2 separate regions of the Mus musculus genome follow, and region 2 is linked to region 1. A link is a contact called in public HiChIP or PLAC-seq data. All regions are on one chromosome and are shown on one strand. The core of a region is the stretch at or near the end of the contact, and the rest is flanking DNA. Distances in the headings are between cores, read along the strand shown.

Evidence for each region. HiChIP or PLAC-seq counts read pairs in DNA pulled down with a chosen protein or histone mark.
Region 2: a contact with region 1 is called in an H3K27ac HiChIP or PLAC-seq map of heart atrium, with 5 read pairs. The contact joins two enhancer-like sites. A contact is called at or near these places in 1 of 484 Hi-C or Micro-C datasets (cardiomyocytes) and 1 of 115 datasets of contacts at active chromatin or transcription factors (heart atrium).

What each region holds. Positions count from the first base shown.
Region 1 is chr7:67,042,084-67,046,569 of GRCm38.p6, reverse strand. All of the region lies in intron 13 of Adamts17 (a disintegrin-like and metallopeptidase (reprolysin type) with thrombospondin type 1 motif, 17), which reads right to left. Among named protein-coding and RNA genes, the nearest start is that of 1700112J16Rik, 180 kb to the left of the region's middle. Within about 2 kb of position 2,224, at least 26 of the 459 cell types and tissues checked have an H3K27ac peak or open chromatin away from gene starts, as enhancers often do. A contact at or near this core is called in heart atrium, where this site is marked.
Region 2 is chr7:67,552,485-67,556,970 of GRCm38.p6, reverse strand. All of the region lies in intron 6 of Lrrc28 (leucine rich repeat containing 28), which reads left to right. Among named protein-coding and RNA genes, the nearest start is that of Gm23233, 16 kb to the left of the region's middle. Within about 2 kb of position 1,905, at least 7 of the 459 cell types and tissues checked have an H3K27ac peak or open chromatin away from gene starts, as enhancers often do. A contact at or near this core is called in heart atrium, where this site is marked.

The DNA.
Region 1 (4,486 bases), core at 975-3,474:
TCAGGGGAAGTGACTAGGTGGCCAGATGTTGGCTGTGATCTTTTAGGCAAGGCATTCTTCTGATCTCTACCTGACTCTGACTGTGCCACTCTGCAGATGGCACCCTCCAGGCTCAGGCATGTGGGACACCAGGGCTTGACAGCAGGAGTGAGAGGTGGAGATCCCTTCATTGGCTAGAATTCCCTGCATTTGCCCACTTCCTCACCGTCCAAGGATTATACTCAGTTCTTTCTCCCAAAGGGATTGAGGACAGTCCTTTTAAATTGAGAGAAAGGGGTTCAGAGTTCCTCTAAATTCTCTGAATAGTCGCTGCCCCTGCTATCCCCCCCCCCAGGTTGCTGTGAGTGGGAAGTTAAATCTCCAGGAGAAAAGATCCCTTTAAATAGCATGAGGTAGTGGGCTTCAGCTCTGAGCACAGCATGAGAACTCTTACATTATTAAAAGCCGTACAGCCACGTACAACAAGGAAAGATGCCTAGAATGCGCCCCCTGCATGGATGGTGTGTGCTTAGATGAGTTCTGGCTGAGGCTTCTGTCTGGCTTCTCAGAGGCCTGCCTGTGGGCTTCTCAGAGGCCTGCCTGTGGGCTTCTCAGAGGCCTGCCTGTGGGCTTCTCAGAGGCCTGCCTGTGGGCTTCTCAGAGGCCTGCCTGTGGGCTTCTCAGAGGCCTGCCTGTGGGCTTCTCAGAGGCCTGTGGGCAAGGGCTTCTGACTGACCAGAGGAAGCAGAAGCTACAGCCAGAGTAAGAAAGATGGGCTCTGAGGTTTGAGAGCTGGTGATTACATCAGCTTAGAGGTCTGGAATTTCTCCCAAGCGCCAGAGGGAACATGGACACCGCAGCTCACAATGTTCTTATAGCCCTCTCAGACTTTGTCTTTACTTTTAAGGCAGAGTCTAGTTAATGTTGAGGCCGGAATAAGTGATCATCTAAGTTCTGTCTTCTGTCTTGGCTACTCAGTCTTCTCTCTCACAGGCTGTCCGCCAGGACTTCATAACCAGTTCCCAGGTACCAGTCTTTAGCTGATTGGACCAGTAAAGTCCGCCTGACTATGAAGAGACCAATCGGTCTTTCTTCTGGAATAGCTAGACCCTCTAGACAGGTCTCAGTTAACTGGATAGCACTTACCACAGCCAGAATGACTGATGTCTTTTCCCTGACAACTCAACACTGAAACTCCATGACACGGAGAGGCCATGGCTCACAGCTGGCGGGTCGCAGAGAAGGCTAGGTTATTTTCTTTATAATTCAGAAATATGCAAAGTTCTGAAAAATGAGTGTTTTCTTATATGTGTGTCAAACTATTTGGCTGTAAAACCAGCCTTTTCTGACAGGAATGATAACCCACCTCATTAGCCATCACATCCCCCCCCCCCCCCCCGCAGGCCGCCATGTGTCCTCTTGGGTGCCAGTGGGGATGTTAATATGTGGCTACTGAGCCATCATTGAATTTCAAACACTACAGAGCTTTGAATTCTGAGCCGTAAGTGATCTGGAAGGATTCAGAGATGCGACACAGATTTACTTAATGGGACCTGTGGGTCTCCCTAGTTGGCGGTTCGAGGAGAAGTTTAGAGAAATGTAGACTGCACTGGGGCAGGGCTCCTGGAGGCCATAGAAGAAGGGCCTAATGTTTTCAGATATCTTGGTTCCAGCCCCTCATTGGTCCTTTGGGAACACCCTTCATCTTTGTCACAATGCTCCTCCATCTCTGGGCCACTTGGCTGAGTAGGAGTCACGGCTGTGACCCTCCCATCTCTTATTTGCTCAGACGCTCAGACGGGAGGGTGGGGGATGTCTCTTGTGTGAACCAAAGGAGCTGGGAAAAAGGCACTTTGTCCAGATGCGGCTTTCCAACACTTTACTGAGGATGGAGCCTGCTGTTGGCCTGGTCACATGGGTCTGAACCTCTGGACATTTCTACTGTGAAAAGATCCCACAGGGAAAGCAGAAACAGATCTGGCAAGCGGCCACCTCAGTGGGTTTCTGTCTTAGGGCTTTCCCTCTTTGGGATCTTTACTGAGGAGAGTCTTTGTTCCTCCTTTGGAGGTGGGATGGGTTTGTGGTCCCGAGTCCTCCTTCGGAAAGTCTACCTCTGCAAGAATTCTTTTTAAAAGAGGGAAAGGGAGAGGAGAGAAAATACTGCTTCCCCTTTACTGACTTGTGCGTCACTCGCCAAAGAATTCTGCAGCGATAGCAATGCTATGAATAGGGCAGTTATAATGGGCCGTGAGGAGCCAGAGCCCAACCGCAGGGATCACTCCTATCACGGCTCAGCTACAGCCGTGCCTCTCAGAAAGAGGGGTTCCAGGGGACCATTTATCATCAGCCATCTGAATCAGCCATCTATTATGGCATTGTTGCCCTTCTGAAATGCTTTTAAAATGCTGGCTTCTGTTTGTACTGAGAAAAATGGAACCTCATGCGTAAGAAGTCGTGGCAATTTCACCACAGAGGACATTGGGTCAAGCTACGCTCACAAAGCCCGGAACCGGAGGTCTCTCCTTCAAAGGCTGAACACCTCCAGTCTGTAAGTCTATCAAATATGGCTGGCTTCTTCAGGTCAAGGTATTTGTTAGATCTAGTTATTTGTTACGTGGGTAGAATGAGACAAGAGACAGATGGGTGAGAAAATGCAGCCTAGCCCTGTCAAAGTCCTCAAGGAGTCTCCTCATGAGGGAGGCCTGGGCTGACAGCAGTCTTAGTTACTATGATGATAAGGGGGCCAAAACATTCAGCCATTCAAGCGGTTAGTGGTCAATAGAGATTTAAGATGGAGTTGCTCAAGTGGGGTTTCTGCCCTGTATACATGAAGCAAGTCTGGTTAAAAACAAAGTAAGCAAGCAACAAACAGCCCCCCCCCCCGCCTCCCACAGAGCTGAGAGGAAATGTTCAGGGGACAGGGGTACCTTAGCCCTCATGCCTTCTGGCTCAAGGAAAGGGGGAAAGGCAAAAAAGGCTTCAATCTATCGTTCCCTGGCTCTCTGGAGACAACGAAAGGCTTGAGTGGTTCCCATCACAGCGAGCTGCTGTACTGGAACATGCACCATCTCTGGTAATATCTCGGTTCCAATCAGGGGTCTGAATATGCCTGAGGTAGCTGGGAGCCCCTAGGCTGTTCATGCCCAGACAGAAAAGTAAGGGTGCCTCCAACAGTACCCTATGTTTTGGGAGAGGGAAGTCTCTTGTCTCTTCTCTCTTTCTTCAGGGAAAGTTAGGGATGAGAAAGCTAAGCTCCTGGGGAATTCTGCTGGCTAAGTGACAGCATGGCTAAGTGACAGCACGGCCATTATTACGCCCCCACCTCCACCCCCGACCCCTGCCAATGAGGTATCTTTTTAAATACAAAGAAAAAATGTCTGGGGAATGAGCTTTCTATTTCTTCCAAGGTCCCCAGGTAAGCGGGTAACGTTAAAAACAACATGTGTTATTTTACAAGCTAGCTCAAACCTGAGAGGTCAGGTGTTGGGCTAAGCGCTGCAGATCTGAAGCTGTTGATGCTGGGGATATCTGGGCTCCCCCCCCTAAACATCTAGGCACATTTGAACTTGTAATTGCTGGTACCCGAATGGGGATTTCCTGGGGAAGAAAACCAAGACTTGGTGTGAGAATTCATTCTTCTGAAAGCCACTCGGAAGTTATAGAATAGGACTCAGTTGATTTTGTTCTAAGGATCCCTCACTGTGCCCGAGACTTCTTCCTTCCTGCTAGAGTATTTGGGTACTGACAGCCAGTGGGTTATTTTCTGAGTCCACTCTGTCTGCTGCTGGAGCTTAGACATCACGTAACCTGTCCCCTCCCATCCTCAGAATCTTCTTTTGCATGCTCAGGACAGGTGACAGAGGTGAATGTAGACCTAACTTGTACCTGGCTTGTGGTATGCTTGATAAATGGGACCATACTGTCAGTATCACAATACAAAGTACTGTTTCTTAAGGGGGAAGACTTTTAGGCAAAACCCCAATACTCTGGACTACGCCTTGGGGTGTCCTTACCTACAATGACCAAACATCACAAACTCTATGAAGACATGGCCCAACACCTAGACTTATTTCTAGGGACTGAAAACATAGTGGCAGCTTAAGGCATACAGTCTCCCAGTGCGGGAGAATGTTTTTTTTAGAAAGAAAATGTGACCAGTGCTGGTTACCCTCTTTCCTTTATTGTACATGGTTCTTAAAAGTCTTCCAAGTACTTCTAGGCAAAGAGTAAAGCCAACCCAAGTAAGCCAAGGAAAGCAAAATGGCACACACTCAAAACACACCACTCTACTCCTGGTACCTCAGAACACAGCAGAGTGGGAAACATACGCTAGCACACCTGCCTTGCTGAAAATGAATCTAGCCTACCATTTGCCTTTATGGCCTGTGGGGAGATCTCATGTTGTTAGAATTCAGCCTCACTATTGCAGGAGCAGGGGCAGGGGCAGGGGCAGGGGCAGGGGCAGGGGCAGGGGCAGGAGCAGGAGCAGGAGCGAGGACTAACTTGG
Region 2 (4,486 bases), core at 656-3,155, 510 kb before region 1:
GGAGCATAAGCCTTGTGGGATGTCTCTGTAATGGGAGACCTTGGCATGGGAGCATAAGCCTTGTGGGATGTCTCTGTAATGGGAGGTGGAACCCATAAGTTGGGGGGTGAGGGCACTCACTAAATTCAGTGTCTTACCAAAGTTTAGCTGAAGGATCCCAGTTTTTCTTTACAATTTTTTTTATTAATTACTTTTTTTTTTTTTTTTTTTTTTTTGGAGACAGGGTTCTCTGTGTAACAGTCTTGGCTGTCCTGGAACTCACTCACTTTGTAGACCAGGCTAATGTCAACCTCACAGAGGTCCACCTGCCTCTGCCTCCTGAGTGCTAGGATTGAAAGTGTGCACCACCATGCCCAGCTCTGTTTTCATTTCATGTGCCTTGGTGGTTTGCCTGTCTGTCTGTGTGAAGGTGTCGGATCATCTGGAACTGTAGTTACAGACAGTTGTGAGCTGCCATGTGGGTGCTGAGAATTGAACACTTGTCCTCTAAAAGAGCAGCCAGCGCTCTTAACCACCGAGCCATCTCTCTGGTCTGCGGGAGCTCAGTTTAAACAGCTGTCTGATAGTAGCTGCTTCAGACGGCAGCTACAGAAGCTGCCTGTAAGGATGGCTTAGATGGCGTGTGATACTGTCGATCCCATTAGGTGCCTTTGAATATGTGGTGCTCTAGTCACTTGTAATACTGTCAAGCCATTAAGGTTCTTTGGCTGTTCTTCCTGAAAATGAAAAGACGGATGCTGGTATTATTACCGTGCAGTGACAGTTGAATGACAGATGAGCCTACAGACAGGCTTTGTTCACAGTGGTGACTATCAGCATAGGAGGAAAAAAAACAGTCGCTTGAACCTCATGCTATGAAAGTTAGCAGAGGGCTCAAAACTTGGCATTTTTTGCTACTGAGTTGATACAGCTTGGTTGACTTACTCCTCACAGAATTGTGGCTTCACCTCTTACCTTCTGAGAGTTGAGGGGAGTACAGAGAAAAAGCTTTTCCCAGGTCTCCTGGTTTTCCTTGAATTAGTAAACCTAATTATTTGGGAATGTTTACTGCCTATTCCATGTTGAATAATGAATGCAAGAACTGTGAATTGCTAGGCCCAAGTTGGCTGTAGAAAAGCATGTTTTAGCTCCCTGACAGTGCTGTGTCATAAAATTCAGTGCCTGTAGCATTTGTGGTTGATAAGAAAACAAAGGTGCATCTAGTTTAGCAGGCTAAATTTCTATTAAATGTTTCAGGTTAAATTTTTATTACATGTTTATTTAGAAAAGTATAAATGGGGGTCAGCAAGATGGCTCAGCTACTAAAAGTGCTTGTCGTGCTGCCTAAGTACCTGAATTTGACCCCGAGAGCCCACATGGAAGGAAAGGACTGACTCCTGCAAATCATCATGTGACTTTGTATGTGCATGCCTTAAATAGTAATAAATAAATGTCAAAAGTAATTTTTAAAAAAACAGTCAATTATTTGTTTTGAAAGATTTGTGTAAATTTTATGTGTAAGAGTGTTTTGCCTGAATGTATGTATGTACACCATGGGTGTGCCTGGTGCTCTTGGGGACCAGGAAAGGAAATTAGGTTCCCTGGACCTGGGGATAGAGGTGGTTGTGAGCTGCCATGTAGGTCCTGGGAACTGAACACAGGCCTTCTACGAGAACAGCAAGTGCTCTTAACTGCTGAGCCATTTCTCCTGCCCCCAGAGAGTAAATTCTTAAGAACATGTAGCATGTGACATTGAGGTTGACAAAAGAGCCTGGGAATAATTTAATGTGGAGTAAGTCCAGCAGATAGTAGGCATAGTAATGAGAAATGATTTGAGCTTCTAGACCAGTCTTGGAGTTGTCCCTCAGTCTAGCAGTGACATGTTATCTTGGGAAGGTGTGAGTGTTAAGGACCAGTGCTACAATGGAATGACAGATCCTGTACTGTCTCCTACCCTGCAGCATAGAGAATGCTTTAAACTGTCAACCTGCCACACAGTGGAGAACACTGAGTGCTTTGGAGCGGTTGTCCACTAGCTTTGTAAGAACTGGGTACTTTATTAGGAAAAAAACAAATATGACAAGTTAGTGTTTGAAACCAGCTCCCAGGATTTTAAACGTGCACTGAAGTAACTTCCTTCCCATTGCAAACTGAGGATGAAAACTACACGTGTGGTGCTTACATGTACTGTTTGTGTTGCTTCTTACTTATTCCCACCTCTCCATGTTTGCTGAGAAGATCAGGAATTGCTGCTATTTACAGGGTTTGGTTTTTTAAATGTACATGGTAAAACTAATCAGACAGCAAACCACTATTAGAGCTGTATTAAGCTATTAACTTCATTTTTAAGTTTTAGCTTACACATAAAAAGATTAAAATGTGTATTTATGAGATACCCTGTGATGCTTTGATGTATGTATCAGTTAATAGTTTCATGATCCCAAACTTGGAGATGCCTGTCAACTCTGTTCTACTAAACTGTAGATGTAGTTTGAAGAACTGATACCATGAGGCCCTTGTAACTCCAGTTAATGGGAGTTAATTGCCAAATTTGTGGCTTGAATCAGTTTGAATGCCAGAAAATTTGTTCTCATACAGACAGACTCAGGAGTCAGAGTTAGACCTACATTTGACCTTAAAGTGTAATAACTTCCTTCTAAAGGGAAACCTAAACATGAGGCAAAAAATTATATTCTGTAGGAATAATGTTAATGAAATGAAAACTGAAAAATAAAGTAATTACAGAGTAGAAATAATGGAAAAGAAAGCCTTGATAATAAAGTCCAAAAATTAGTAGTGGGAAGACATGAGAGGGAATTACTCTATTAATTACATCCATAAAGATCTTACTTGAAAAGTATTCCAAATTTCTTCAAGAAAATGGACATTCAAGGCTAGAGATCTGGCTCAGGCTAAGGGCTTGATCTTGAGTTTAAGCCCCAGAACCTTGTGAAAGAGCTGAGTTGTGGCTCACACAGGTGTAAGCCCGGCGCTAGGGAGGAGGAGGCAGCCTGGCCTATTTTGCCAGCAGAGACCCTGTCTCAGAAAACAAGCTGGACAGCACCTGAGGAGTAATACCTGAGGTTGACCTCTGGCCTCCACATACATATTCATACTTGTGGAGGGGGGTGGGGGAAAGAGAGGGAGGGAAGAGAAGGAGAGAGAAAGGGAGGAGGGAGGGGAAGAAGGGGAGAAGGAGGGAGAAATGAATAATGGATGTTCATTGTGCCCTTGTGTATTTGTGATGAAAGTCATTTTCTTTCTACTGTTGCATGATGGGGCTCTATCGGCCTCCCAAGTCTTTGCTCTACTTCAGATTTTCTTAGAGAATTAACAAGGATTATTTAATGTGACTTCTACAAGCATGGGCCAGATGTTGACTTCCTGTGCTAGTGTGTAATAAGAAAGCATGCGGAGATTTGGACAAGTATGTGTTTCTTGCTAAGCTTGAGTAGGATTTGGTGGGGTGGGATGAGATTGAGATGGAAAGCACCAGTTATAAACAAACAAATCCAGGTGGGGGCACACGCCTGTCATCCCAGCACTTGGAAGGCAGAGGTGGGGGAACTGGGAGTTCGAGGTCATTCTTAGTCACATGATGAGACAGCATCCTGGACTACATAAAATCCTATCTCAAACAAGTAAACAAACAGCCTGTCACCTCTTCATAGGAAGATACAGATGTGAAATTCTAGAAACTAAGTGCTGTGAGGGCTAAGCTTGGAGCCAGATACTCGCCAGCAAAACTTTTTGTTATTCTAGAACGGTGACAGGAATGTGCGATGCTGGCAGCCTCTGGATGATGTCGTTAATTGACTTAAAAGCAAGAACCTGCAGTTTCCATCAGACACCATTCTAAAGTTCTTATGTTCAAAACTCACAGGCCTGAGTCCAGCCAAACAACAGTGCAGGATACCTCGAAGCAGAGACCGTCTGCTCCTTGGCTGTTGGCAAGGAACTAGACAACATGTTGTTTTGAGTCCTCTAGTCCCTACCATGCTGGGCAGTCATTAGTACGTGTTCCTCCCAAGGGTATTTCCACTTAAAGGAGATCTTCCCACCCTTGATATGTCTGCTTGAAATCTGTGAGGCAGAACTTACCTACTAGTTTTCTAGACTTTTAAAGGAAGCAAAGATGTGTTTGTTGATTGCTTATTTCCTTGGCATTGTCCCTTGCAGATCCAGCTCTGACATCACACTCAAATGCCAGGGGCATGTCACTTCAATGTGCATGCCCTCTCTGGGCAGTACCATACCTGTTTTCTGTGTGAGCCCCCCCTTAAAGAGCTGTCCAGAGTGTGTGACGCTGAAGTGGGCACTTATATCCATAGTTCAGGCTCTGCAGTTTAGTAACTCTTGTGGACTTGGCCATAGGAAAGCTATTTAATCTAACCATCAGCAATAGGGTAATAGTAGCTTGTTAGCACAATTGTAAGAGTTCTGTAAGACACATGTAAAATGCATGCCACCCTGTAAATTCTTCATAAATATCCAATCAGTCTGATCT